Regions from separate parts of the Mus musculus genome. Here region 2 is linked to region 1. The links are chromatin contacts, called in public HiChIP or PLAC-seq maps. All regions are on one chromosome and are shown on one strand. The core of a region is the stretch at or near the end of the contact, and the rest is flanking DNA. Distances in the headings are between cores, read along the strand shown.

Region 1 (6,345 bases), core at 157-2,656:
AAGACAATAGCAGCTAATAGGTCAAGCAAGTTTTTATAAAATTTTGGACCCTGCTCCAAAAAAGGCAAGCTCATTTGCTAATACTTGTCAAGTACAAAGACTATCTTTGCTTCTGGTATTTTTCTTTTCAGTTTTCCACGACAGGGTTTTTCAACGACCCCACCCCCCCCCAGGGTTTCTCTGTATAGCCCTGGCTGTCCTCGAACTCAGAAATCCGTCTCCCTCTGCCTCCCAAGTGCTGGGATTAAAGGTTTTTCTGTGTAGCTTTGGCAGCTGTGGAGCACCCTCTATAGACCAGCCTAGCCTGGAACCCACAGAGATCCGCCTGCCTCAGCCTCCCAAATGCTGAGATTAAAGGAATGGACAACCACTATCTGGCTGCTGTCAGTATTTCTGGTTAAAAAAATAAAAATCTCTTAATAGATTTTTACAAGTCATTGCTCATGTGCTTTGGGCTACTTTTGATTGATTATTCTGTTTAAGTTACTCCCACCCATTTTTTTTTCTCACCAAGTCTCACCTGCATGTTACATTTCTGTTTTTCTCCAACTTTCATTTCACAAGAAACATTTTGTAGCAACTAATGCAACTCCACAAACCTTTAGCTGGTAACAAGTTTTAAAAGTTAAGGCAAATTCTTCCAAATTATCTCCTCTGTTGGCAGATAAACTTAGTTCTGCTCTCCCTGTCAGTTAGCCTTCTGACCCCTATATTTCTTTCCTAGTTAGTCCCGGCACTCACAAATATACTAACTCTACACGTATGACATGACTCTGAGAGAACGCGGCAGATTTCCAAATTAACTCGCTTGCTTTTCTGAGCGAGCATTATCGAAGCAAAAAATGCACAGAAATGGAATCTGGATCAGAGGATTCTTCTCATTTGGACTTAATGAGTTTGCTCTTACCTCCTCGAGTATCTACAGTAAATAAAGTGTAGACAAGAAGAAATAAGCAATAAAAGCTAAAAGTCGGTTGCTGTTTGTCGTGTTTTCAAGAAACCAAGCCCTAATCTCTGAATGTTCACGAGGGCACCAACGTACAGAGAAGAAGACAGGGGAATCGGACTAGAATCCTATGGTGGGGAAACAGAGCGTCCAGTGGACCGATCACTCACTTGGGGCCGACACCATGAGCAGCTCAGAAAGGTCCGGGTACATGCGGTCTTCTTGCAACTGTCGATCGATAAGCCTCCCCGCGTTTTCCAAAGCTTCCTGCAGGGAGGCGGCGGCCGACGTAGAGGCCACCATCATAGAGCCCAGCACCGATGGCATGTCGGCAATCGTGGCCACCGCCTTATAGAAACACTCCAAACCCGTGGAGAACCGTGAGAAAAACGAAGAGAGCCCAAAACCGCTCCTCGGAACGCGCGCGGAAAACGAATAACTGGGCGCCAGGTCATGACGCACTTCCGGTTCGTCCTCCCCGGCACTGGAAGACGCCGCTTCTGGGACGGGAAGAGGAAGCAGTTGAGTGTCGGACATTGGCGAAGGCGTGAGGGAGGAGACTAGAGTTGAATTTGGAGATGGCCTAGGGAAGGGAGGAGGAGAAGGGAAGAGGATACGGGAGAGGGGAGGGGACTGGGGGCGGGGCGGGGGGGAGAGGGAAGAGGAACTTCGGGTGCTGGAGTGGGGTTGATGTCCCCTTGCGGTCGCCTGTGCGGTGGTGACATCGCGCGTGCTGATTCTTTGCTTTGAGCCCCACCCCCAGTTTGGAATGTGGCGACGGCTGAAGAGTGGCACACATCCATTACCGTGGTTCCCTGATAACTTCTAACAGTAGTTAGAAATTGATCGCTAGTTCCAGAAAGTTTACCTGTGAGCCAGAAACTCACAGCGTTTCAAATAATGGGGGTGAATTAAGAATTCATTGGATTGCTGGGCGGTGGTGGTGCACGCCTTTAATCCCAGCACTTGGGAGGCAGAGGCAGGCGGATTTCTGAGTTCGAGGCCAGCCTGGTCTACAGAGTGAGTTCCAGGACAGACAGGGCTACACAGAGAAACACTGTCTCAACCACCACCCCCCCCCCCGGCCCCCAAGAAAGAATTTATTGAATTTTCCCATGTGCGTGTCTGGGTCATTGGCTTTGTGGCTTTGCGAAATTTTTTGGTTGGAGGTCAGCGTTGGACGGTGTCTCATGCCTGTTAATACGCGTCCTATGGTTTCGGCAAAAGGATTACTGTGTCATTTGGTGAGTTCCAGATAGCGTGCTACGGAATGTGTTCCTAACTCAAAACAAACAGAGGCGGGAAGGGAGATACTGTGTGATGGGTCCTGCCAGCGGATTTAGGAAGTGGAGGCAGGAGGATAAGTTCATCCTCGGCTGTGTGGCAAGTTTGTAGTAAACTTGAGAGTCTGTCTCAAGAAAAAGAAGAAAAAAGTGTTTGTTCTTGCTGTATACCTTTCTCCCTTGTTGCCTTGGGAGAACACTCATCTGATCCATCTGTTCTCATCTCAGAGCACAAGGATATTAAATAATGGATGCATTCAACAGATGGTCTGATTCTAGGAAACCGAGTATGTACTGTGTCAGGAATCGTGCCTGCTGTTGGGAATACCAAATTACTACACTTTTACAGAGACAAAGTAAATGCCTCTCAAGGTCCAGGCATAGAGGCAGGCACCTGTAGTTGGAAGCCAGACTGGGCTATGTACTGAGACCTTTCGAAGAATCAGCCTGCCTCCATCTTACGTTTAAAAGACAGCTTACAATAAAAAACAAACTAGGTTCATGCCTGTTTATAATCAAACCTCTGTTTCTCAGGGATTAGCCTATGCCCCGCTCCCCACAGCCTTAACTACAAATGGTTCTGTACCAAGTGTTCCAGGAATGGCAATCATGTCTTTGTTTCAAAAAGTCGTTTATAATCATCTTGCAACCCTACTTTGATTCAAAAGGTTACATGGCCAGGAGCTGATGGTGCATGCTTTTAATCGCAGCACTTAGCAGGCAGACGTAGGCCGAATGTGAGTTCAATGCCAGCCCCCGTCTACAAAGCAAGTTCCAGGACAGTCAGAGCTGTCATGCAGAGAAACCCTGTCTCGAAAAACCCAAACAAAGAAACAAGAATGTTCTATGCCTACCTTGTTATAACCGCCTTGTCATGCCCATCTTGCAACCATGTCTTTGTCTCTGTTCCTCTCCTATAACCCAACCTGCTCTGTCCATCCAATCCCCCGTTTGTGAACCCCCTACTGTTGCAGGATATTTGATCACACCATGAACCCTGATATTGTGTTATTTACTGGGAAAGCCTGGTTTTAGTTGTGGTATGGGTCAGCCTAAACATATACTTTTAATTCAACAGCTTTCTGCTTGAATAATGTAAACAGGGTTAAATAAAATCAACCATAGGTCAGGAGGCAGAACAAGCGGCCAGTTGACAGGAAGTGACCATAGGATTATTAAGAAAAAAGTCTTGAGAGTAAGAGGGAGTCAGGAGGACAGAGACACATAGGGAGTAGAAGGGAGGAGCATTTAGTTGTCTGGAGGTTCTTTTGAGTGGGAGTGGGAGAAAGAGGGGCATTGCTTCTGGAGTATCAGCTGAGGAAGATGGTCAACTGGGTGCTTTCTCTGGGTCTCTGAACTAGCAGGCTGTCCCCCCAGCATCTGGCTCCCAAGTCTTCATTGATAAAATCAAACGGCTGAGATTTTGTTAAAAAACAAAAACAAAAAACCCAACAGCTTACCCCTAAACTATAAAAAGCCTTGTCTTCCTTACATCCAAAGCTGACCTGTCCTGAGGGGTAGGCAGCCAGTGTACATGAATAAAATAGCTTGCTTTAATTAATTGCTTGCTTTAATTAATTTGGCCATGGTGATCTTTGTCCTTTCATCTTTGGGATCAACACTTTTTCATAAACAGAAAATGAAAAGTACTATAATAATGGGGCTGGTTGTAGATTTTCTAATGGGGTGTATACAGAATTCAGTAGCATAGAGAGCAATGGGAAGAGAGGCTTTGTTTCCACAGAAAGACACTTTAGTAGGCAAGGCAGCCACCTGCCCAGAACAGTTACGATTTGCCTTTATTTATTTATTTATTTACCTATCTATTTATTTTGGCTTTTCGAGACAGGGTTTCTCTGTATAGCCCTGGCTGTCCTGGAAACAGTTTCTGGAACCAGGAATCAATTTCTAACTACTGTTAGAAGTTATCAGGGGGGGGGCTGGTGAGATGGCTCAGTGGGTAAGAGCACCCGACTGCTCTTCCGAAGGTCCAGAGTTCGAATCCCAGCAACCACATGGTGGCTCACAACCATCCGTAACAAGATCTGACTCCCTCTTCTGGTGTGTCTGAAGACAGCTACAGTGTACTTACATATAATAATAAAAAAAAAAAAAAAAAGTTATCAGGGAACCATGGTAATGGATGTGGGCCACTCTTCTGGCACTCACTCTGCAGACCAGGCTGGCCTCGAACTCAGAAATCCACCTGCCTCTGCCTCCCAAGTGCTGGGATTAAAAGCTTCCACCACCACTGCCTGGCTTTTCTTTTTTCTTTTTGTGGTGAGACTAGGTTTTACTACATTGCTTAGACTGACCTTGAACAACTCACAATGTAGCCCACAAAGGATTCAAATTTGCAGCCCTCCTCCCTCCCTCCCTCAAGGATCAGGGTAGCTGTGATTACACTTGTCATCTGCCATACCCAGCCTCAATTAAAAAAAAAATTCTTGGACTTCCCAAATTTTTGTTATTTTTCTTAATACTGCTGTCCTGAGCATCTGCTAACCCCTGTTAATTATATCTGTTTTCAGGAAATCAGACTGCTGAAGGAGAGATACTTTGGATCTTTTATTTAATCTGAAAACAAGGATTTATTTTTATTATGTGTCTGTGTGAATGTGTGTTCATGCGTGTGTGCATGTGTGTATGCCCATGGAGACAACAGGGCATTTGACAGCCTGGACCTGGAGGTACAGGAGATGTCAGCTGCCCAATGTAGGTGCTTGGAAACCAGACAGGTCTTCTAAAAGAGCAGGGAGCGTTTTTAACCATGGAGCACTCTCTCCAGCTCCTTAATCTGAATAACTAACGAGACGTTTAATTTAATCTGTCTAATTGTAAAACAAATATTTATATCCCCTATGTTTACATAGAATGCCAACTCTATGATAGCGTGACTATAGTACTCAAGGTGCTTGCTATATACACCCTTTCAGAACCGTGGCATTAAAGCCAGGCATGGTGGCGCACGCCTTTAATCCCAGCACTCGGGAGGCAGAGGCAGGCAGATTTCTGAGTTCGAGGCCAGTCTGGTCTACAGAGTGAGTTCCAGGACAGCCAGAGAAACCCTGTCTCAAAAAACTAAAAGAAATGTGGCATTAGAGAAAATGAAACAAAATAAAGAATTTAATAAACTAAGAAAAAATAGAACTTTTATGATTGATTTGAAAACAAGCAGTTATATTCTCCCATGTTAATTTACTTTTATTTTGTAGAGCACAGCTCTAGCCTGGCAGTTATTTTTATTTTTATTCTTAGATTTATTTACTTTGTGGGTATGGGTGTTTTGCCTGCATGTATGTTTATGCACCACAATACATGTGCCTAGTGCCTTCAGAAATCAAAAGAAGGCATCGAATACATTGAAACTGAGTTACAGATGTTTTGCGGCCATTATGTGGATGCTAGGAACCTAACTCAGATTTTTTTCAAGAACAAAAAAAATTGCTCTTATCAGCTGAGCCATCTCTCCAGACCCCTGGTGGTTTTTTTTTTTTAAGTTGACATAAAATAGATGCTTCAGTGATTTCTACTACACAAATTAAATGATCTAATATTGTTGGTCTAATATTTCTGGGTAGTAATGATGTTCCCAGTGGCCAGACTCAGCCATTCTAGTTTAAAAATTATGTGTGTGTGTGTGTGTGTGTGTGTGTGTGTGTGTGTGAGAGAGAGAGAGAGAGAGAGAGAGAGAGAAAGATTAAAGTGTTTATCAGATAAAAGTATTATTTCGTGAGGCACATAACAACCCAATTACCAGTTGTTTTCTTTTAGATAACAGTCATTCTTTTATTCTTATCAGAAGTACATTATGTGTAATTTTTATTTTGCTGACTAAGTACTAAAAAGAGGCACTCGGGTCACAACCTAACGACTATTACTTCATTAAAGTCATTTTTAGTGGAAAGTGGCTTCTTTGTAGGAGATTTGTGCTAGAAGTAAACATAGTGACTACAGCAGTGTGCTGCCAATGCCTTGGTTTTTGCTGTAGCTCAGCTTCACCTACTGGCTCGATGACTGATTGGAAGGCTAGAGACCAGGGTAGCTCTGGAGCCCTGCGTTCTTACATGAGCAGATCAAAACCCATTTCAGGGGCTGGGCAGATGGCTCATTCGC
Region 2 (6,770 bases), core at 3,673-6,172, 900 kb after region 1:
CTTCCTTCCTTCCTTCCTTCCTTCCTTTCTTTCTTTCTTTCTTTCTTTCTTTCTTTCTTTCTTTCTTTCTCTCTCTCTTCTTCTCTTTCTCTTTTTCTCGATTTCTCTCTTTCTTCCTCTCTCCCTTTCTCCCTTTCTCTCTTTCTTTCTTCCGTGCATTAGTGTTTGCCTGCATCTTGGTCCTATGTCTATGAGAAGGTACCAGGTCCTCTAGAACTAGAGTTACAAACAGTTGTGAGCTGTGTGTGGATGCTGGGAATTGAACCTGGGTCCTGTGGAAGAGCAGCCAGTGCTCTTAAATGCTGAGTCATCTTCCCCAGGACCTTACTTTCTTTTTGAAAGACTAATTTCCTTATATTATTTTAATTTGTGTATGTTCCTGTCTGTGTGAATGAATACTATTTTTGTTTTCTTTCTGAAACAAGGTCTCACTGTGTGGTCTTGGCTGACGCTGGAACCTTTCTGTATAATCCAGGTTGTTAAATTCACTGAGCTCTGCCTGTCTCTGCCTCCCTAGCACTGGGGTGAAAAGCATGTCCACCCTGCAGTTTTTACATCTTTTAAATGAGTTCATGTAGCTCTCCATGTTGTGAACTGGATGGCTATGCAACAGTTAAAGAATTACCTGGTCAGGCAGTGGTGATGCACACCTTTAATCCCAGTACTTGCGAGGCAGAGTCAGGTGGATCTCTGTGAGTTCAAGGCCAGCCTGGTCTACTGAGCTAGTTCCAGGGCAGTCAAGGCTGCACAAAAGAAGTGCTGTCTTGAAAAAAAAAATCAAGAAACAAAACAAGCAACGGTGGACACTTTCTCCCCTTCCCCCCGACTCTTCTCCTTACCAAACAGAGCAAGAGCTCAATTTCTTAAAAGGTAGGGGCTGTCTTGTTAAGTATGAAAAGCCAGGGCATCAAGACTATAAAAGGTGCTTGCCACCAAGCAAGAGTGCCCTTGCAGAACTTGTTAAAAAAACGTCAATTCCCAGGCTGCAGCCTCACCTGGCTGCATTTCCCCACAAGATTCAGTTGTCTGCTGAGAGCCTCAGTGTGGCTCTGGGTCGTTAGCCCCACGTGGAGGTATTATTATTAGGGATTTGTTAAGCTTTGACTCCTAAGGGAGCACCAAAATGAGGATCCCTGAGTGGTCAGCAAATAATAATAATAATAATAATAATAATAATAATAATAATAATAATGAAATCATCAGAATTAATTAATTCTGGGGCTGCTATCGGTCATGTGCTGAGGGTAGTGGGGTTTCAGCCAGCTAGGCAAGGCTAGCATGAAGCTATCAAATTTGAAGAGAAGACGTTTTGAGGGGAAATGTGACTCCCCTAACATCCCACCCGCTCTGTGATTCAGCCTTGTGATGGGGGACATTGTCGTGGTGGTACGTGGCTTATGAGCAGACACTGACAGGTGAGGAGCAGCGATTCTCCAAACTAAGCCTTCTCCCCTGACCTGTGATGTGACCCCAGCACTGCTCCCTACTCTTTGTGGCCCCAAGGTTAGATGAGGAGGTGCTCTTCCCACCCCTGTCAGCTCGCTGCTTCAAAGTCATTTCTTTGTGGTTTTCCTGTGGTTAACCTCACTCAGGCCTCAAGTACTTGAGTGTGCCCAGAAAAGGGAACTGAAACAGGAGCTGAGAAGAGGGCGGGGCATCCCAACTCCCCCTCAACTGCCAGCTGAAGTCAGTGCATGGGGACCTGAACACACAGGCCACCAGGCTCCTACCAGCTCCTCTCTCACCCCAGGCCCTGGAGGAGCCCCTGCCAGCCTCCTACCACCCGTCTAACCCCCTAGTCTATCCTCGACTCACACCCTAGGTTACTGTTTCTTTCTCGAGTAGCTGAAGTTGCCTCTGTGCTTCCTTGTGTTCTGTATAAGATACACTTCTGGGGCCCAGGTAGGGGTAGAGCTGGCACCCATATCTAGATCCACCTATTGCTGCTCACTGGGCACTTCCGTCTGGGTAGTTACACATCCATCCACTCCACAGGGATGCACCGGAAAGGCTACAATGGGCTGGGAGCAAGCAGGTCTATGATGTAAGCAGGTAATCTAAAAAGCCAAGCACACAGTGAGTCACCGTCACTAGGGAGTTTGTCCCCTACGTAGATTCCTGGGCTTGCCCACCCCAGGCTCTGATGGAGTTAGTGTGGGATTTTATTGGCAGCAAGCACCCAAGTGTTCTAGAAAGCCCACCCTGAGAAACTGGATCTGAAGTGGCTTCAGGGTTCCACATACTTGATTCCCATGGCTGTGTGAGCTCACATAAACTGCCAACTTCTCTCAGCCCCTGGCTCCTTGTCTGTGAGAGAAAAGGCTGGTTCGGAGGCTTTGGTGGGAAGGTATGGCTACACACGCCCGTCATCCCAGCTCTTCTGAGGTGGAAGCAAGGTTAGGAGTTCAAGGCCACTTTCAGATTCACACACTTGATCTTAACCAAAAAGCCGAGAAGCGATCCATTTTCAGATTCATAATGAGATCTATAGGCAATGTGTACTACTACAAGAGGCCTCGTCTCAAAATAAAACAACAAAAAAATAAAAGGATAAATAAATCAGAGCAAAATATTCTGGCCTTGAGGAACTTGCATCAGAGAGGTTTAGAGTGTACACTATTCTCCAGGGTGCACACACTCACTCTTAAGATCGCAATGTTTCTAGTACAAACAGGAGGGAGACTCTGAGATAATGCGGTATACTCAAGTTTCTAGACTTTCTAGCCATGGTGGTTTGAATAGGTTTGGCCCTCATAGCCTCATGTGTTTGAGTGCTTGGCACACAGGGAGTGGCACTATTAGGAGGTGTGGCCTTGTTGGAGTGAGTGTGTCCTTGCTGGAGTGGGTATGGCGTAGTTAGAGGAAGTACATACCTGTGGAGGGAGAGCTTTGAGGATGTGTGTGTGTGTGATTGTGTGTGTCTGTGTCTGTGTCTGTGTCTGTGTCTGTGTGTATACCTGTGTGTGTGTCCCGCCTTGGTGGCTAGTCTGTCAGCCATTGGTACACACCACACTAGGTGACTTAGGACTCAGTAGTGAGAGTCAGGGAACATTGATAGAGCAGCAAGTCAAACATGGAGGACCTTATTGGCTTGGTAGCTAGGCATCCTTCCTGTGCAGTGATTGGCTTGGTAGCTAGGCATCCTTCCTGTGCAGTGATTGGCTTGGTAGCTAGGCATCCTTCCTGTGCTGTGATTGGCTTGGTAGCTAGGCATCCTTCCTGTGCAGTGATTGGCTTGGTAGCTAGGCATCCTTCCTGTGCAGTGCACATCTGCTCAGTGGGCAGTCTGGGGAAGCTTACAATATGTAGAGTCAGATATGTTGATGAATAACTATGATCTCAATACTTGGGAAGTAGAAATGGGACAGTGGGGGGTTTGCAGGCCAGTCTCCGCTACACTGTAAGTTTGAGACCATGTATATGGTGCATATAAAATAATCTAGGGACAGTATGAAGAGATGGCTCTCTGCAGGTCCTGAAATTATGGAGTCTGGACTGGAAAGTTAAGTCATGAAGAAACTAACCGATTTGCCCCACCTAAATGATGGTGGGATTTTTGTCTGCCAACCTCTATTTGAACTCCCTTGTGCATGTCCTGTTCCTTCAAGTAAGAGAGCCAACGGCTGCAGAAAACAATGAAGCCCACCCTTGTTTCACCTGGTTCTAATACAATGAAAATGTTTCAGTCACAGGAACACAGACTGCCACACTCAGGTGTGGCTCCCTACAGTTACACATAGGTCACCTGACTGCAGGACCTGGGCATTCCTGACATGTTAGTTACATGTTTATCACCTTGGGTTCATGTCGCCACAGGGCTGCGCTCCCAGAGGAGACCTCAGGAAGTTAACTTGTCAACCTCCTGAGTAAGATTCACCAAATCCCACAATTTTGGCATGGTAGCATTATTTATGTATGCCCTACTGTGTCCTGTGTTCGTCAACTGTCTCTATAGTCTTGCAGGGAAAGCGTCTTGCCCGTATTTGAGAGAATTAGGCAAATCATCTTAGGTCATGGAGCTGGTAAAGTTGACAAGACTGAGGATCTGGGCAGGTCTGTAGAATGTGAATATCCATGCTCTGCCAACCATGTTATTTGGCTCAGCCAAGCCACATGCAGTGAGTTAACTAACCCCTCAGCTCTGCTTCTGCTTCATGGTCATTCCCCACACCTATTTACACTCTGTGTGTGTGTGTGTGTGTGTGTGTGTGTGTGTGTGTGTGTGTGCGTGCGTGTGTGTGCGTGTGTGTGTGTGTGCGCGCGCGCGCGTGTGTGTGTGTGTGTGTGTGTGTGTGTGTGTGTGCGTGTGTGTGTGTGTGTGTGTGTGTGCGCGTGTGTGTGTGTGTGTGTGTGTGTGTGTGTGTGTGTGTGCGCGCGCGCGCGCACGTGCCATAGTGCACAGGTGGAGATTAGAGGAATAACTTATGGGAGCCAGTTCTGTCCTTCCACCATGAGGGTCTTGGGGCTTGAACCCTGGCTGCCATGATTCCTGGAAAGCATCCTTAGCCTCTAAACAATCACTCAGCCCAGGTTCATTCTTTTCTGTAAAAAGCATTTGGCTCGCACATAAAGAATTCTCCAAATCCCTATCTTCAGGCTATTTTTTCATAGGAGACACTTGCTGTAGGAATATGTGCTATAAAACGGTATAGATTTTAGGGTCTGGTGGCAGCCTTGTCCCTTGGTTTGCCAAGATCTCACAGCTTCTATCCTCGGTTCAGTGCTGTGGCTGTGTTGTTTCTGTGGGTCTCTGTTAGGAAATGAACGAGCTGTAGAACTTTCTCTGGGAAAACTAAATGCTTTCTATTCTCAACAGCCTTCCTCTCCCCCCCCTGCCCCCCACAGTGTGTACACACCTCTCTTCCCACAATGAGGACAAAGCTGCCCCTGTGGGCCCCTCTCTCTGGATGTTTGAGCACATGGTCTGATTGTGTTATCCAGGGAAGGTTAGGCAATTGGCCCCCTGCCCAGGTTGGAGTAGTCACTCACTAAATATTTGCTGGATTGAATCAAATTAAAATCATGGAATGAGCTGTGAGTGCCTGGAGAGGGCTATTTCTCCTGGGAAGCACACCCATGACTTCTGAGTCCTTGAGGATGTCAAAGTATCTGGGAATTGAGATGGACAAGGTAGGTCTGATATTAAAGGGGGGGTAGAGAATACATGAAACTCAATTTTATATCTCACCTCTGTGATTTCAAGCAAATTCTCTTCATCTCTAGAGTTCAGCTTACTCTACAATACTGGGTTCCTTCCTTCCTTCCTTCCTTCCTTCCTTCCTTCCTTCCTTCCTTCCTTCCTTCCTTCCCTCCTCCCTCCCTCTCCCCTCCCCCTCCCCTCCTCTCTCTCTCTCTCTCTCTCTCTCTCTCTCTCTCTCTCTCTCTCTCTCTCTCTCTCTCTCTTTCTTAACATGAAAGTGCTTAGTACTTTCCCAGGAGTTCTGTAATAAATTATCATGAAATTTATAACATTAAAAAAAAAAATCAATGTTTGGCCAAGTGTGGTGGTGCACGCCTTTAATCCTAGCACTTGGGGGGATTGTGGCAGGTGAGCCTCTGTGAGTTCGAGGCCAGCCTGATCTACAAAGTGAGATCCAGGACAGCCAGGGCTGTTACACAGAGAAACCCTGTCTCAAACAAAAAAAAACCAACAAAACATATAAACACCCTACAAGCCCCCACCCCAAAATCAATGTTTGTACAGTTCTGGAGACTAGAAATACAAAATTCAATATGTCACCAGAACTGCTTCCTTGGCAGGACCAAGGGGGTTCTGTTGGTGTTTCTGGCGCTGAGTGGCAGTCTTCCTGTTTCTAGCTAATAGATGGATACATAGTTTCAGTCTTTGCTTTCATCATCACAGATCATTTCCCCCCATGTGTCTCTGTGTTCAGATTTTTTCCATACAATGGTATCGGTCATACTGATGGAATGTCCCTCTAACCCACTGTGGCTTCGTCTTAACTAACTACACCAGACCCTCTTTCCAAACACGGCCATATTCCAAGGTTCATGGTGGGCAGGAATCTCAGAGAAATGCTGTGCAAAGTGGTGCAGATGATAAGGTCTTCTCATTGATTCCAGTGCTGTAGCTACAATGCTTCCATACGTGTGCCTGGATCACCTTGGCGGCCTTACACTGTGAAGTGAGGCCATCACAAAAAGGCACCTGCCCTGTGATTCTACTTAATTGGGTATCTGGAGTAGTCGAAGCTAACGAGTAGAACAGTGGTGTTCAGGGCTTGGGGGAGAGTGGGGCTAGAACTATGCAGTATCTATTTTGCAAGATGGAAGTATCCTAAATGTTAGTGACATATGGATATTCTTAATAGTCCTGAAAGGTACACATAAAATGACTTAGATGGTAAAGTATAATGCTTACCCTACCACATCTGCAAATGTAAAATGCCATTCATTCGTGTACTAAGCTGGAAAGTGACCACCTTCTGTGCCAGCCTGGTTACCTGGGTTAAGGACATTACACCCTGGGTGATCTTGGACAGCGACAGCCTTTGCAAATGGGCAGCCCCCTGCATCTTTGTGTTTCATCGTTTCTTTCCGGGTTTGTCCCTAACACCTTTAGCTACAACCTGGGCAGTGGCGTGGCTTCCATCATGGTGAACGGTTCCTTCAGCGATGGCCGGTGGCACCGAGTCAAGGCTGTCAGGTGAGCATCTACAGAAAGGGAGACGGAGCCAGGTACAAGGAAACAGATGTGTGTCCAGCTTTCTTTCAGCCTTACTGCCCTCGAACTCGCCTTTTTCCTGGCA

Evidence for each region. HiChIP or PLAC-seq counts read pairs in DNA pulled down with a chosen protein or histone mark.
Region 2: a FOXA1 HiChIP or PLAC-seq map of pancreatic cancer cells shows a contact between it and region 1. The contact joins the enhancer-like site here to the promoter of Nup155 in region 1. A contact is called at or near these places in 4 of 39 promoter capture datasets (the 3T3-L1 cell line, 3T3-L1-derived adipocytes, hippocampal neurons and 1 more) and 1 of 115 datasets of contacts at active chromatin or transcription factors (pancreatic cancer cells).

What each region holds. Positions count from the first base shown.
Region 1 is chr15:8,104,374-8,110,718 of GRCm38.p6, reverse strand. Nup155 (nucleoporin 155) reads right to left here and starts at 1,406. Exons shown (of 35, transcript NM_133227.3): 1 at 1,117-1,406. The coding sequence starts at 1,273.
Region 2 is chr15:7,212,028-7,218,797 of GRCm38.p6, reverse strand. It overlaps Egflam (EGF-like, fibronectin type III and laminin G domains), which reads left to right. Exons shown (of 22, transcript NM_178748.6): 20 at 6,584-6,667. Among named protein-coding and RNA genes, the nearest start is that of Lifr, 86 kb to the right of the region's middle. Within about 2 kb of position 4,922, at least 28 of the 459 cell types and tissues checked have an H3K27ac peak or open chromatin away from gene starts, as enhancers often do. A contact at or near this core is called in pancreatic cancer cells, where this site is marked.